Regions from separate parts of the Triticum aestivum genome. Here region 1 is linked to region 2. The links are chromatin contacts, called in public Hi-C maps. All regions are on one chromosome and are shown on one strand. Each heading gives the region's core, a stretch centred on a gene start, on an enhancer-like site or on the middle of the called end of the contact. The rest is flanking DNA. Distances are from core to core; before and after follow the strand shown. Region 1 holds the start of LOC123155693 (homeobox protein knotted-1-like 11). Region 2 has its middle 62 kb from the start of LOC123160861.

Region 1 (7,072 bases), core at 2,181-4,680, 190 kb before region 2:
CATATATGGGGGCATTCGTTCTTCGTTCTTCGCTCTCCGACCGACCGCACCCGCCCTACCAGGACTGCTCGGCGTTGCCCTCACCTGCATTGTTCCTTTTTTTTTTTTGAGAATGAAAGAGAGGGAATGAAAACCTGAGCGATTTCAAGCATGTGATGAAAGGATTGTTTTTGGGCCGATCGCCGTACCTTTTTCTCTTGCTCTTGTCTGACGAGGACGAGGTAGGGTTGCTGTGCCAGTTCCGCTTGCGCTGGTTGATGAACCAGTTGTTGATCTGCTTCAGCTGCAGCCCCGTCTCCTGCACCAGCCGCGCCTTGTCCTCCTCCTAGCAATACCCACCAGCGATGCTCATCAGTAGCACAACAAGAATTGCATGTAAAATGGTGACAAAGTTGCTGGCGATGACGGTATATGCGGGATGTCTGTCACATACAGTTGGGTACGGCCATTTGGCGTGGGCTTGCCACCAAGCTTTCAGGGTAGACGCCGTGTCCCCTGGGAGCTTTCCGGCTCTTCGCTTCCGCAGTATCTCCTCCCTGATGTCCACAAGCTTTTCTCTATACCCCTGCAAAGTCAGGAAAATAATTTTGTTTACAGTTCAGTTTGGACACCAACATAGTGGCAGCTGACAGAATGGAAGGCAGCGAGTTTTACCTGTTTAAGCTCATGCTTCAGCTCTTGCCTCACGCGCTCGACCAAGGATCTCTCACCCTCGGTTAGCATTCCGAAGCCCATGCCATCTGACACATCGTTCCCGTCAAACATGTTGCTCTCACTGTCGACCGGATTGTCTTCGTCATCGGACATAGTTGCCCCGGTGCCTTCACCAGGAGATGCCCCTATAGGAAGAATCGATATTAGCAAAACTCAGAACTGGCCAATCTCCAACTTATCCTGGTCATATTTATATTGCGTCTTGCCTTGGCAGGTACTTATTCTTGCTCTAGTTTTTTTTTTCAGTACAATATATAACTAAGCCTATCCAGGCTTAATCTTGCTCTATTTTTTTTTCTGACACAATTCTCATTATTATCTGAAGGCAAACTTCCATGTTCAAGCATATGCCTCTCATCGTAAACTGATTGATGATTACACATACAAACAGATTATGCAAAGTTCTATTGTCAACAAAAAAAAAAAAATCACTCCCTTTGGTTTTCACAGCGACACCAGTTTCCAGTGTGACTGGATATTGGCATGGTTTTCTCATAGGTGTGTGCCTCGTGATGCCTATAGGCAGAATGGTGGAAAATGTGACGTAGCAAAAGGAACTAAAAACAGTACTATATGCAGACAATCAATATCCATGAATTAAATTCAAGTAAAGTACAATTCCACTAGAAATTTTGTAGCCATGTCAGTTCATTTTGACGATGAAGCATTATTCAATATGCAACACTTTTTTTGCACTACGCAAGGGGCTTCTTTTCCTATATGGATTATATGTCATTTTGACAAGCAACATAAAGTATCTGAAAGGGTAACCCTTGTGTGATGGTTCCCGATTATATAGTCCGTGACTGTTCCGTGTGGAAGCTAATTGCAGTAGACATATTAAGAGAGACTTTATCAGGACAGCTTAGCTAAGATTATGAACGCAAGGTACTGTCAGTTCAGTTGCATGGTTGGTGCAACACAAGGTTCATGAATAACTGCCACATACACCGAACTGAAATCTCAAAAGGTACAGCTTTGAAGCCAGGTCCAACAGCTCAAAGTCTGCAACTCTTGTAACTAATAATAATATATAAGAAGGAACCGGTACTACTATAAAGGTGGACCTAGTATCTCATAGGACCTACAAGGGTGTGAATTATGACCTATATTTTCTGTCACGACGCGCAATAATACAGGAAAATGGCCAGTCATTGAGCTCTTTCTAGTTGAGTTGAAAAACAAAATATAAGACGTTTTTGCAGTTCTTATATTCTGGTACAGAGGTAGTATTTGTGTTATGTTTGTACTCGCTGGATGCAGAGAGCAGAAGCAATGGATCCCTTCTTTTAAAAAAGAATTCCCCTGTGGTTGAGATCCTATGAAACGGCGCCCCTCATGTAGCATGGTACTTACTGTGACTATCAACCTCTTAATAAGCATGTAGTGTAGAGATTGTAAAACCCTCTTCCTAGAGAATTTAAGAAGCACATATCTTGCTGCTGAACTGATGAAGTTAAGATGATGTATGGTACCTGTAAGACTCTGCAGAGTTTGCTCGAGCTCCCAGCAGGCCATCACCGCCTCCATGGCGTGGACGCGCACATGCTGCTGGAGCTGTTCCTTGAAGGAACAGAGGAGCAGCACATAGTGTGTCTGCAACAAGGAAAACAGAACCTTTAGAACACATATATAGAGAAAAAGGCAGGTGGTCGATAATAACCTTTACACAAGGAGAATTGCCATTTCCAGGCAAAGGAAGGAGCCCCTGCTTGCCTAGCAAAGGGACACTTGTAGTTGTTTTTTGGGGTTTGTTTTTGTCTCTATCGCAGAGGTGAGGCGCTTGTGGTTGAGGAAACAAAGTTGCTCACAGCTAGAGCCTAGAGCACGCAGTAAATTATTTGGAGGTGGGATGGGTAGCAATCAAGGGATGAACTAGCATAATACTCATAGTTGAAGAAGCTAACTTTAACCAAATCCACCGGCGGAGGTTAGCGAGTGCTAATAATCCCATGTGAGCTCGTGCGCAACCAATCAAACATGTTGTGTGCGTTGGAAGAAAAAGGTAACCTGGCTTAGCCTGTTTGAAATCCCAATCCCAGTCCCAACACGAGCGGGGCAATTTCATCGCCAAATCCCATCCAATCCCCAAATTTTCGAACCACACACGCACGCACGCCGCGTCAATCTACTACACATAACATAGAGCACGCGCGGGGCAGCCCGGCCCAGCCGGCGCGGGGCGTCCGTACGCGGCGTGAGCGTGAGGCGAGGAGGCCTGGTGGTGGTAGCAGCTCACCATGAAGAGGTCGAGCTCCTCGCCGCCGGCGGGCGCGGCGGCGGGGGGCACGGGCGGCGGGGCGCGCGCGGCGACCTGCGCGTCGATGCGGGGGAGCTGGTCGACGGGGGTGGCGACGCGGAGGCAGGCGACGTGCGCCTCCAGCAGCCGCTCGTACAGCGGGTGCGCCTCGATGGCCGCCTTCTCCCTCTCCCACCCGCCCGCGCCTAGGCCTGGCGCGAAGCCGCCGCCGGGGTTCCCCGCCGCCGCCGCCGGGTCCATCCCCAGCGCGTGGTCCTGGTGGTGGTACTGGTACGCCATGGCCGGCCGTACCCTCGCCGCGCGCGCAGGAGAGGCGAGGCGGGAGCTCCGAGACGAGGCGAGTGGTACCACCGGGTCAAGTGGGGGAGGACGGGCGGATGGGTGTAGGTGTAGGTGTAGGTGTAGGGCGGCAGCAGTAGCAGTCAGGCGGGCAGGCAGAGCAGGCGGAGCGGTGCAGCGGCAGAGGGGACCGCGGAGGAGGAACCACAGCCATATGTATTCGCGTTTCCACGTGCTTCGTACGACAGTCGCTACAGGGAGCTTTTACCTCGTCTGACGAAAATTATAAGAAAAATAAATCTGGAGTAACACCAATAAATACGGACGAAAATTACTCCAGATTTATTTCATTCCTTTAGTAAATTGTAATTTTATCGGAACAAGCGTTGTCTAGTGTATCACTCATGTGTAAAGTTCGGGACAAGTGTGCCATTGTTGGCGGAAAAGACAAAATTACAATTACAAACCTTTTATTTTGCAAATTGTTACCAATAGCAAGCTTAATATAGTGTCGGTTTTATTTTTATCCGTTCATAACACCACGAGAGTCGTTTTGTTGCGGAACTTTACACGCGGGTAATACACTGGACAATGCGTGTTCCGAAGAAGTTCCAAAAAATATTTGACCATTTTTTCTTTTTCCTTTGCAATTCGGATGCATGTGCACCATTGTCCCATTGTGTGTTTTGGCCTCTAAGAGCAACTCTAGCAGACCCTGCATCCCGCCGACCCGTATAACTTATTTGCAGTTCGCGCAAAACAATTTTTGGGGGCCGGCGCGGGCTGGCACGGATGCAGACCCCGCATAATGGACCCATAAAAGAACATATTCGCGGAATATACTTTTTTTACGGGCCGGCTTATGCATGTTCTGATCTGACACAGCTCGTCCCGACCCGTAAAACTTAGATTGATCTATCATAATGCTTTTATTTGCTTTTGCAACAACTTTAGATACAAAATATATCATCAAATCTTGGCTAGAATAGTAAAACCAAAAAAAACAAGAACCACAAGAATGCATTTCAGAAGATTTCCAACTTCCATAACTGCTTCCACTAGTTGAAGCAATATCTTCTCCATGCACTCATTGTTGATCTGTGGATTCTTGATCTTGTTTTGTTCATTGTTGATGCTTTCTTCATTCTTCATCTTTGGCTTCGAAGAAGTCGACGTTGCTTCCCCTCTAGTTGCACATGCAGCCGCGTCGTTGCCTTCGATTGTACTAAGGAGTGCACTAACATTTATTAAGTTTCTTTCTATCAACAAATCAATGTATTGGCCTTCCCAAAACCAAAATGAGCATCCATCGTCCTACACAAAAGATTGAGCAATCTCGAAGTGAGCTACGGTGCTTGAACTTAAGAATGAGCTATGGAATGAGCTACCGCAAGTGCACGTACCCCGTCGTTTTCGCATTTGTAGAACACCCATCCGGTGTGCTTCGGCGTGCCCGAAGTGAGCCGCAGCACTTGGCGCGGGCAGTCGTCGCACTGTATGAGCGGCATCGGTAGGCCACAAAGACGCTGCGTGAGCACTGAGCCCGGCGGACGGCCGGACGAGTCCATGCCCGCAAACCTTCGGCGGCGGCGGGCGGACGAACCCGCGCCTGCATGTGGTGATGTGCCCTTTCCTGGGCTGCGGGAGAGGCTCCCCGACCACTCCATCGCCTGGGGCAGCAACTGGCGGCCGGTAAAAAGCCAAATCCGGTGGTCGGCGATGAAGCACCGCATATCTGCAAATCCGGCGGTCCACCGACGCAGGGAGGAAGGGAAGGGAGGCCTCATGCGCGTGGAGGCCTTCTGGCGTGCTCCTGCCGGCTGCTCTCACCGGAATCTTGGGCGGCGACCGGTAGCGGCCCGAGGGGGGAGGAGAGGTGGTTAGTGGGAGAAAGCGCGGGATGAAATGCCCCCCACCAACCGCTTCCGCTTATATGCAGGGCACCGTAGCCGCGGGGGGGGGGGCTCGTTTTCCCTGGTTGGGGCGGAGAATTTGCCGTGCCCCGCAAAACTTTTTGCGGGCCGGGGCGGGATGCGAGTTCTGATCGGGATGCTTTTTCGGCCCCGACCCGCATTTTGGCGGTTATTTTATGGGTTGGGGCGGGATCCGGGGTCTGCTAGAGTTGCTCTAAGTCCTTCTTTATAGATAGATTGGCACAACATGAGAACAAAAAAAAACCTATGATATCAGTGCCATGCATGTTCACCCAGATAGTATACGATGTTGTTCCCACCTAAGTGTGTTTGATTGCATCATATAAAAATCAAAGATTATTTGCATGAGGTTAGAGTGGCTGTAGTTTTTCCTTTGAAATGCAGTGTACTGGATTTCTTAGGAAAAATTTCTATAGGGTTCAATCGTATGAACCAAAGAACCAACATAGAACAAACTCTTAGGGCCTCTTTGATTCATAGGATTGCAAAAACACAGGAATAGGGAAATCGTAGGATTGGAATGGCATGTCCATTGGATCCCTATGGGATTTGAGTTTGTTTGATTGTGTCACGGGGAAAACAAAGGATTTCTTCCAAGAGGTTGGATTTGACGTTAGAATTCCTGTAAAATGTAGTACAAATGAATCCTTAGGAAAAAAATCCTACATGATTCAATCCTACGAATCAAACGATCAATGTAGGAAAAATTCCTAAGGGTTCTAATCCTTCAAAGATCCTATGAAAATCCTTTGAATCAAAGAGACCCTTAAGGATTTGTAGCCTCCACTATTCCTATGAAAATCCTCTTAGTCAGATAGGCCCTTAATAGCGAACTGAGCCTAACTTAAATGATTAGATTCCTTATGGTGGAACCAGCCCACCAGGGTTCAAGTCCTAGACTTGGCACTGGTGCTCGCACTTTTCTTGATTTATTCCAGGCTTCTGGCGATGTTCATTTAGTGAGAGGAGACGTTTCCGTGGACTACGAAGGCATATATGATGAATTTGTAAATCTCAAGATGTCAATCTCAGTGGGAGGAGATGTTCATGTCGTCTTCGGGCTGGCTTGGTGGTATAGTCTGGGAGCCTAACGCCCCATCATTGTGGTCTTGCTTGTTCAGGATAAACTCGCTAGTCCGTCCTCTTTAGCTCCACAATTAGAGTTGGAATACAACTCTTCATACTCGATGGCGTTGTCGTTCTGTGCTACACACTACAAGAAACCTGTTAATTCATGACGGATTTTTGGTGACGTTCTCTAGTTCGTCACAGAAATCGTCATGATTCAGCAAAAAAAGACTGGCCCGCGGAACGGTAGCCCCTTTATGACGGCCATAGAGGAACCATCACCAAAAACGTCATGGATCGACCAGCTGGACCATCATAGATGGCTCATGCTGACGTGGCATGCTGGGTGGAGCAGAGAGCGATCCTACGTGAGGAGAAGTATGCATTCTGATTGGTCAAATCAACCCGCCCACAGATCGAGCTCCCAATCGTTCGATTTCCCGAGATCCAACGGGTGGCACACAATCCATATCCCTCTCTTCTCTCTCCCCTACCCCACAGCCGCCGGCCGCCTCCCCTACCACTTCTCCCATGCCTTCCTCCTATCTCCTGCTACCATTGACTTCCCTGATCTCCGCCATGCTTCCCCTCCCAGCTCCTCTCTCGTCAGCTTCTCCTAGTCGAGGTGCTCAAAGGCCGCCGATGTGCCGTCCAAGCCGCACCGCCGGCACGCCATCCGAGTCACCCAAACCTCTGGGGTCCCGTGTACGGTGATGACCCACAAGTATAGGGGATCAATCGTAGTCCTTTCTATAAGTAAGAGTGTCAAACCCAACAAGGAGTAGAAGGAAATGACAAGTAGTTTTCAGCAAGGTAT
Region 2 (7,190 bases), core at 1,959-4,458:
AACTTTAGTAAAAAATTGGATAATTATTTGACTTTATAAAAATTCAAATAATATTTGAATTAAATTCAAACTATATCGGTTATAAACTTGAAACCCTGGGTTTAATTTGAACAAACTTTTGTAATTTGACTTAGTAAATTAATTGAACCGAGTGAATATTTTGGAGTGATAATTGACTTTAGGAAGTTAAAATTAAATTGAATTTAGCTCAAACTTAAATAAAGTTTGAAAATAATTTACACATAGTAGATCATCTTGAACTTATAGTTGACTTTAGTTCAAACTTGATAAAACTATAAATAAACTTTAGAATCAGTTTGAATTATTACTTAACTTTAGGGATTCAAATCTTTAATGCAAATCTAAACTTAATTTGAGTTCAAATAAGATGAACCCCAACTCAAATCCAAATTGAATTGGAAGCTAGACCAAGTTATTATTTTCAAACACTTAGTACATTCAAACTCGTGAAAGGTCAACAAGTTTGAATTTCAATCTTGAACATGAATTTGGATGTGCAAGATACATAGACCATGACTCAAGTTGCAAGATTCCTTTTGCAGAATCTGGCAACCACAACTTGACATCACATACTCCTTATGTGAAGAACCCGTATTTGAAAACTTGCATGCGAACCCTTACGTCACATGTATTCCAATTAACAACCACTATGTTGTTTAGCAAACTCTTATGAGTTAACTCTGACACATGATCTAATAGCACAATGACACTGACACCATGCACAACACTTGTTGTATGTTTGATTGCATTGTATATTTGTTGTTTATGATTGCTCTTTACTTAATCTAGATTATACGGGCAACAAAGAGTAACTTGATCAAGATCGTGAGAGTGAAGAATCATCAATACCAGGCAAGTGGTACCTTTGATGATAACATATGTTTTTCATGCATTGTAGTTGTTTTCAACTAGGAATCCCTATACGAGTTTACTTTGTGCTTGACAGAACCCAGTAGAAGAAATGCAGGTCCATTTCACCCTGACCTTGTAACCAACAAGTAATTGCTTAGCTGCTATATCATGGATTGGGATCAACATTCAAAAGGTTACTATATGGTTGACTAGTTAATTACCACCTAATTAATGAATCGATCAGGGTGGACTGGCTTTAATTGGGACATCAGAGTGTACTCTTTGGTGGGGAATGCCACCCAAGTATCAATGGGACCGTATGAGTTCAGAGTTGGGTATATTCCATGTGTGACCGTGAGACATTATGGGCTTTGTCTGGACCATAATAGCAATCCTCCAAGGCCGAGTAGTAATGCATGGTCACCCCTGAATTGGCCCGAGTGGATGCAGATCAGGAGGAAATGACGGGGGGAGGAAGAGTCTCAGTGCCATCCAGTGGCAGCGAGAGGAACTAACCCCAGTGAGAGGGGAGTGTTTTTTTCTCATGACAAGAATGGTGAAACCACCCCTTTTGACTAGGAGATATCCAAAAGAAAGTCGTGTCGGATGTGGCATCGCCACTTCGGCCTGATGAGATGCTCTGCCTAGCAGAACAATTTCAAATGTTAACCAAGGTGAAAAAACAAAAACAAATACTCAATGGGGGTAACTTTGAAGGATTTTTAAATGGGTTGGAACTTCATCAGGGTAAAGTAGGCGAATTTCACTCCTATTATAATGGAATTATTTATGATCCGGGAAATCTAATGGTACACTTAAGGCTTGCATGCCATGATCTAGTTGTTTGATACTAACAGAGAGGAATGAACTCCGTCGAGGCAGGAATGACCTTTGGTGCCACCCTCTTGGCAAAGCATGTGTCAATAAATTGTCGAGGAAAAAGAACATAATAGTAAATATCGATGCACCAGTTCAATTCTTCTTAACTCAAGAGCCATCTTAGGGGGTGTTTGCTTGCAAGGGACTAGACTTTTTTGGTGGGCCAGGGACTAAAGAAAAAAGACCCTTCAGTAGAGTCTTTTTCTAGTCCCTGTAAAAAAAGTCCCTCCTGTTTGGTTACATAAGGACTAAAAGTAACTTTTTCTAGTCTAGTCCCTGTAACGAAACACCCTCTTATTAACTAGGATAAAAGAAGTAGTGGGAGCATAATTGGTTTGCTACCAACATTTGGCAAGCCAACATTTGGCAAAATCAGAAGCTACCAACATTTGGCAATTTTTTATGAGTTTGGCAATGAAATTAGCAAGCAACCAATCTCTAGCCAAAACACTTTTGACATCAAACCAATTATGCTCTAGATCTGTTAAAATTAAAAAGAAAAACACGACAAAACGCGAGCCTAAGGTTCAGTTTGGATATTACGGTCTTCTTCCCGAACCTAACGTTTATATATTGGCATTGTGTGTTGAATTGAAGTTGAGTGTATGCGTCCCGTCCAATGGCATCGTTTGGTTACGCACCAGGTGATCAATACGATGCTCCTAGTTTATGGGAGGAAAATGAAATCATACTAGTACTATGTGGAGTGTTGGTACTTGTCAACAACATCTATTTATATATACAAAAGAAAGTTTCAAGTAGTATGAAAAGTTGATGTTGAGCCGGCCCATAATTTTAATTAAATCAACGAAAGCAAAGCCGTATCGTGCTGACGACGGCCTCGGTGGAGTGTTGTGGACCAGGCGTGTCGTTCTCGTGCAAATTGAAGTATCCCATCCGATCCGTATTTCCTCCTATCCATATTAATGGTTGTCGATTTAGTATAATATAATATATTAATATAGTGTCTCCTTCTCGTTGTGTTTTCTCTGTGACCTGATCTTCACACTGACCGGTGCCACTCATAAACAAGCATAGATAATTGGATTGCACGGCACGGTTGGGCCATAAAATCATAAAATATCCACCTAAAAAATGGCGATCACGGCACACATGATTTGTCACAATCTCATGGCGACGGCGATATCGTGTGGAGAAAGGTCAAGGAAACGGGGAGGGGTGCCGTGCGCGCGTGCGCAATCGTCGCTGCCGGTCGCTGTTTCCTTTCCGGAACAAGTTGGGGCGGATCCCGCGCCCATTATCCACTTGTGGCCGATTGTGGAGGGGGTTCAAAGTGGCAGCCGGCTGGTTGCGGAAGGTCAAGCGTGACGGATGGATGGATGCGACTGGGAGACGTGATGTTCATCTTTTTCTCCCTCCCTCCGGCCCGGGTGCGTGCGCGTGACCGACCGGCCCGGACAGCGACGGGGGACGCTGGGCGGACCATGCGAGGCGGAGCGGGGACCGCCGGCGATGGGGCCCGGAGGAGGCGACACGGCGGCCACTCGGGGCTCGACACGCGTGTGGTATGCGGCAGTCAGTGCGTCCTCGTTTTTGGCGCCACGGGTTTGTTGGTTTGTTCCTACGGGCCCGTGGGATGCGGCTGCATCGAATTGGGTTTTGTACATGACGATGCAGGGCATACGAGAGCAAAGGATGGACTAATTTCGAACCTCAAACATTCGTGCACGCGGTGTCCGAACGTGACCGCCTTGACCTTCGTTTTTTTTTCTCTACCGCAAAACAACTGCAATCCCTACTTTTAACCCACTTTCTCTGTCTGCACGTAAAATTTCATCGGACATGCTATGTGCACCCACACCGGCGAGTCAACAACTCGCTGTAAGAGCATCTCCAACAGCCGCGCTAAACTAGCGTCGCGCCGCAAACTAGGCCGTTTTAGCGTGCGCGACGCGGCGGGTGGCTTCAGCGGGCGCGCAAAAAACGCGCGCGCACTATAACGAGTTGGGCGCGCAGTCAAAAGCACTATCCCGCGCGGTGTATTTGGGGCGCCCGCTTCCACACGCGGCACACTCGAGCGCTCGCGCCGCACTCTCTCCTCTCCTCCTCCTACGCCCCGCGCGCGCCGGCGCCCTGCCACCCATGGACACGCACACCGGCACCCCGCTCACCCCGTTGTATAGCCGCGACCCCCGCCGCCGCCGGAAACCCTAGCGCGGGGAGCGTTGGCGTCGCCACCGCCGGAGCTCCGCCGAGCGTCGGCCTCGCGTGCAGCCTTTTTTTGCCGCCGCGGATGACCACGGCGATGGGTGGCGTCGCGCCGGCGCCGTCCCGTGCCGCCGCCGCACCGTCGAAACTCCCCAATGCGGCACGGCCGAAGAAGGGCAAAACATCCGCGAAGAAGAACAAGGCGGCGGACTTGTGGGCATGATTTTGACTTGGATGAACTTGTGGGCATGATTTTGAACTTGTGGGCATGAACTTTTATGAATCAACTTGTTTGTGTCAAATTTCACATGTTCATTGCATTTTGATGAATGTTTCAAACTCATTTTGTGTTCAAAATGCCTATATGTTAAAATGCCCGGCGAGTCGTGCGCGCTGTATTTTTACGCGCTGCTGGAGCGTCGCGCGCGCTGCTTTATAGCGCGGCTGCTGGAGCCAGCGCTGGCTGCCGCGCTAAACCAGCTGAAGTGCGCGCGGCAAACAGGTTTTTTGCGCGGCGCGAAGCGCGGCTGTTGGAGATGCTCTAAGTGGAGGCGAGCAGGCGGCGTGCTCACGAGCTCAGGCGGCGACCGCGTGTCGGAAGTCAAGGCCGCGCCACGCCCATGCCGCGTCATGCACGCACACGGCCAGCACACACGCGGCCAAATTCACTGTTTTGACCCTTTTCCTTAACTTAAGCACGATTTGACCCTATGTGCAACTTTTTTTCGGATCTGACCCTTTTTCTACCGCCATTGTCTTTGGCGGTAGGGTAGCACATCCTACCGCCAAGGCCTTTGGCGGTAGGACTTACTTACACCGTCACGCCCGTTCGGTGTGAAAAGGACCCTACCGCCATGGTCTTTGGCAGTAGGGGCATGCATGTAATTATAATAAGGGCACACATGCAATAAAAGATTCATTTTTTGCAAAAAGGACCCTACCGCCATTGGCTATGGCGGTAGGGCTACACGTCCTACCGTCATCGACTGCGGCGGTAGGGTCCTTTCTGCAAAAAATGAAAGTGACGGTGCAGGTAAGTCCTAGCGCCAAAGGCCTTGGCGGTAGGGTGTGTTACCCTACCGCCATAGACAATGGCGGTAGGAAAAAGGTCAGATCCAAAAAACTTTGCATATAGGGTCAGATCGTGCTTAAGTTAAGGAAAAGGGTCAAAACAGTGAATTTGGCCCACACACGCGGCCAGCAAACAACCAGCATGCATGCTGGCCAGGATGTGCCGCCCTACACGATAGAGCATTGGCTCGGTCGGCTTGTTCGTGTTGTGCCTCGTGCCGACAATGCGTGCCCGGAAGGTCGGGATGGGACGGGAGGACATGTGAGGACTTTTTTACTGTTTTGACCCATCTGCCGAAGTTTAGCACGATTTAACCTGTTTTTAAAACTTTTTTCGAATCTGACCCAAACCGAGACGCCAACATTCCCGGCGTTCTGCTTGCACTGAAGACATCACGATCCGTGGCGTTTAGGTCTGACCCACCTCCCTGGTCCGCCAGGTTGACCGTCCGACGTGGCAAAGGGGTAAACGCCATGGCCCTTAGCGTTTACCCCTAGAGATCAGTAAACCGGCCCGAGCCGGCTCGGGTGCAGCCCAACACACCCCAAGACGCAGGAGCCGTCTTCCTCCTCGTGGCGACGCTTACAGAAGCTCTAGTTCTCTCCTTCCCTCACCCAAATCACCCCCAAATCGGCTATATTCTTCATCAAAGGTGCGGATCTGAGCCCCCCCCCCCATGTTTCTTGAGGTATTCTCCATCGGTTCCTCCAATTATTTTTGGTTGGAAACTTTTATTTTTGTGGCATTAATTCATACTTTTTGGAACCCTAGGATTCGTTTTTTTTTGCACTTTTTTGAGAAAGGGGAGCCCATGGCTTGGTCATGTGGGTATGATGTATTCTTTAGAAGAGAAGGCATGTGTTTATATGGTTGGATTGAGAAGACAAGGCATTTGTGGTAGGGTTGGGCATTTTAATTTTTGTTGCTATGTATATGGATTTAAATAGATGATTGCTTGAAAGATAATCTAATAATTTGTGTATTTTGTATGCTTGATTCTCATTGAGATACGGTCATATAATTAGGATGTTATATTGAGATTTTGTTATGTTGTGTTGCCATTGAGATATGTTGCCATTGAGATTTTGTCATATATATCTTGACATTGAGATATGTTGCCCCGTGCATTGAGATTTTGTCATATATAGATAATTGGTTTTGTTATGTTGCCATTGAGATATGCATTTATGTTGATGTTGTTATGCCAAATATATGATATGTAGGATGTTATATAGTGTTATGTATGTTTCATTTGTTCATGCTTGATTTGTAGGATGGCGGGTGAACGTTGGTACGATGGTCTTCATAAAGGGTATGACAAAGAGCATCGTGCGCGGGACATTGAGAATCTAGGGGTAAGACTGAATCTATTTGAATTCTTGGTTATTACTTATCAGCTTTGCTAGGCACTAACCATTATGCAATGCTATTTTGCAGGAACTAAAACCTATGCGCATGAGGGGTCATAGTGCCCACGACTGGCCGTGCGACGAGCGGTATGAGCCATACTTTGAGAGATTGGGCCTTCTCCCGTTTGTGCTTCAGTTCAAGCGACACGCTCTGTCGATCAACCACGGGGCGATGACCACACTTATTGACCGTTGGAGGCCAGAGACACACTCGTTCCACTTGTCATGTGGAGATATGACCGTGGCCTTGGAGGACATGGCGATGATCAGTGGCCTTCCAGTCAATAGAGAAGCTTTGACCGGCACCATCGTAACTGCTAATTGGCTAGATCGTGTTGGCCAATTGATAGGTGCTTTCCCCGTGCCTCCTGAAGAAGGCGAGCGTGACAGTGAGAAAGTGTTGCATCATTGGCTCTGAGAGGAGAGAGGAGTAGTATGCCCTCCGGACGCCAATGAGGTTGTTGTGCAGTAGCACGCCCGAGCTTATCTGTGGTATCTATTAACGAGGGTAGTGTTCCCAGATTCTACCGGTAATAAAGCCCAGTGGATATTCTTGGACCTACTAAGTGACTGGGACCGTAAGTACAATTGGGGTTCAGGAGCACTAGCATACTTATATCGTCAGGTAATTAGTAACCAAACTGTCAATTTGTTTGCATTTGCAATTTCGCCGAGCTCTTATCAACAATTTCTGAATTTGCAGCTCGACGAGGCATGTCGTAGGAAGAAGGGCACATCTGGTATGGGTGGCTTTGTTTGGTGCCTTCAGGTTTGGATGTGGGAGCGGA

What was found. A called contact is a pair of places that touch in the nucleus more often than the background predicts.
Region 1: a contact with region 2 is called in a Hi-C map of leaf, with 6 times the contacts expected there. The contact joins the promoter of LOC123155693 here to the enhancer-like site in region 2. A contact is called at or near these places in 3 of 5 Hi-C or Micro-C datasets (leaf and an unstated tissue) and 1 of 1 datasets of contacts at active chromatin or transcription factors (leaf).

What each region holds. Positions count from the first base shown.
Region 1 is chr7B:700,679,174-700,686,245 of IWGSC CS RefSeq v2.1, reverse strand. LOC123155693 (homeobox protein knotted-1-like 11) reads right to left here and starts at 3,430. Exons shown (of 6, transcript XM_044573845.1): 1 at 2,954-3,430; 2 at 2,190-2,310; 3 at 655-839; 4 at 434-565; 5 at 189-325; 6 at 1-84. The coding sequence starts at 3,253. The coding sequence ends at 81.
Region 2 is chr7B:700,485,464-700,492,653 of IWGSC CS RefSeq v2.1, reverse strand. No RefSeq gene overlaps it. Among protein-coding and RNA genes, the nearest start is that of LOC123160861, 62 kb to the left of the region's middle. Within about 2 kb of position 3,208, at least 7 of the 8 cell types and tissues checked have an H3K27ac peak or open chromatin away from gene starts, as enhancers often do. A contact at or near this core is called in leaf, where this site is marked.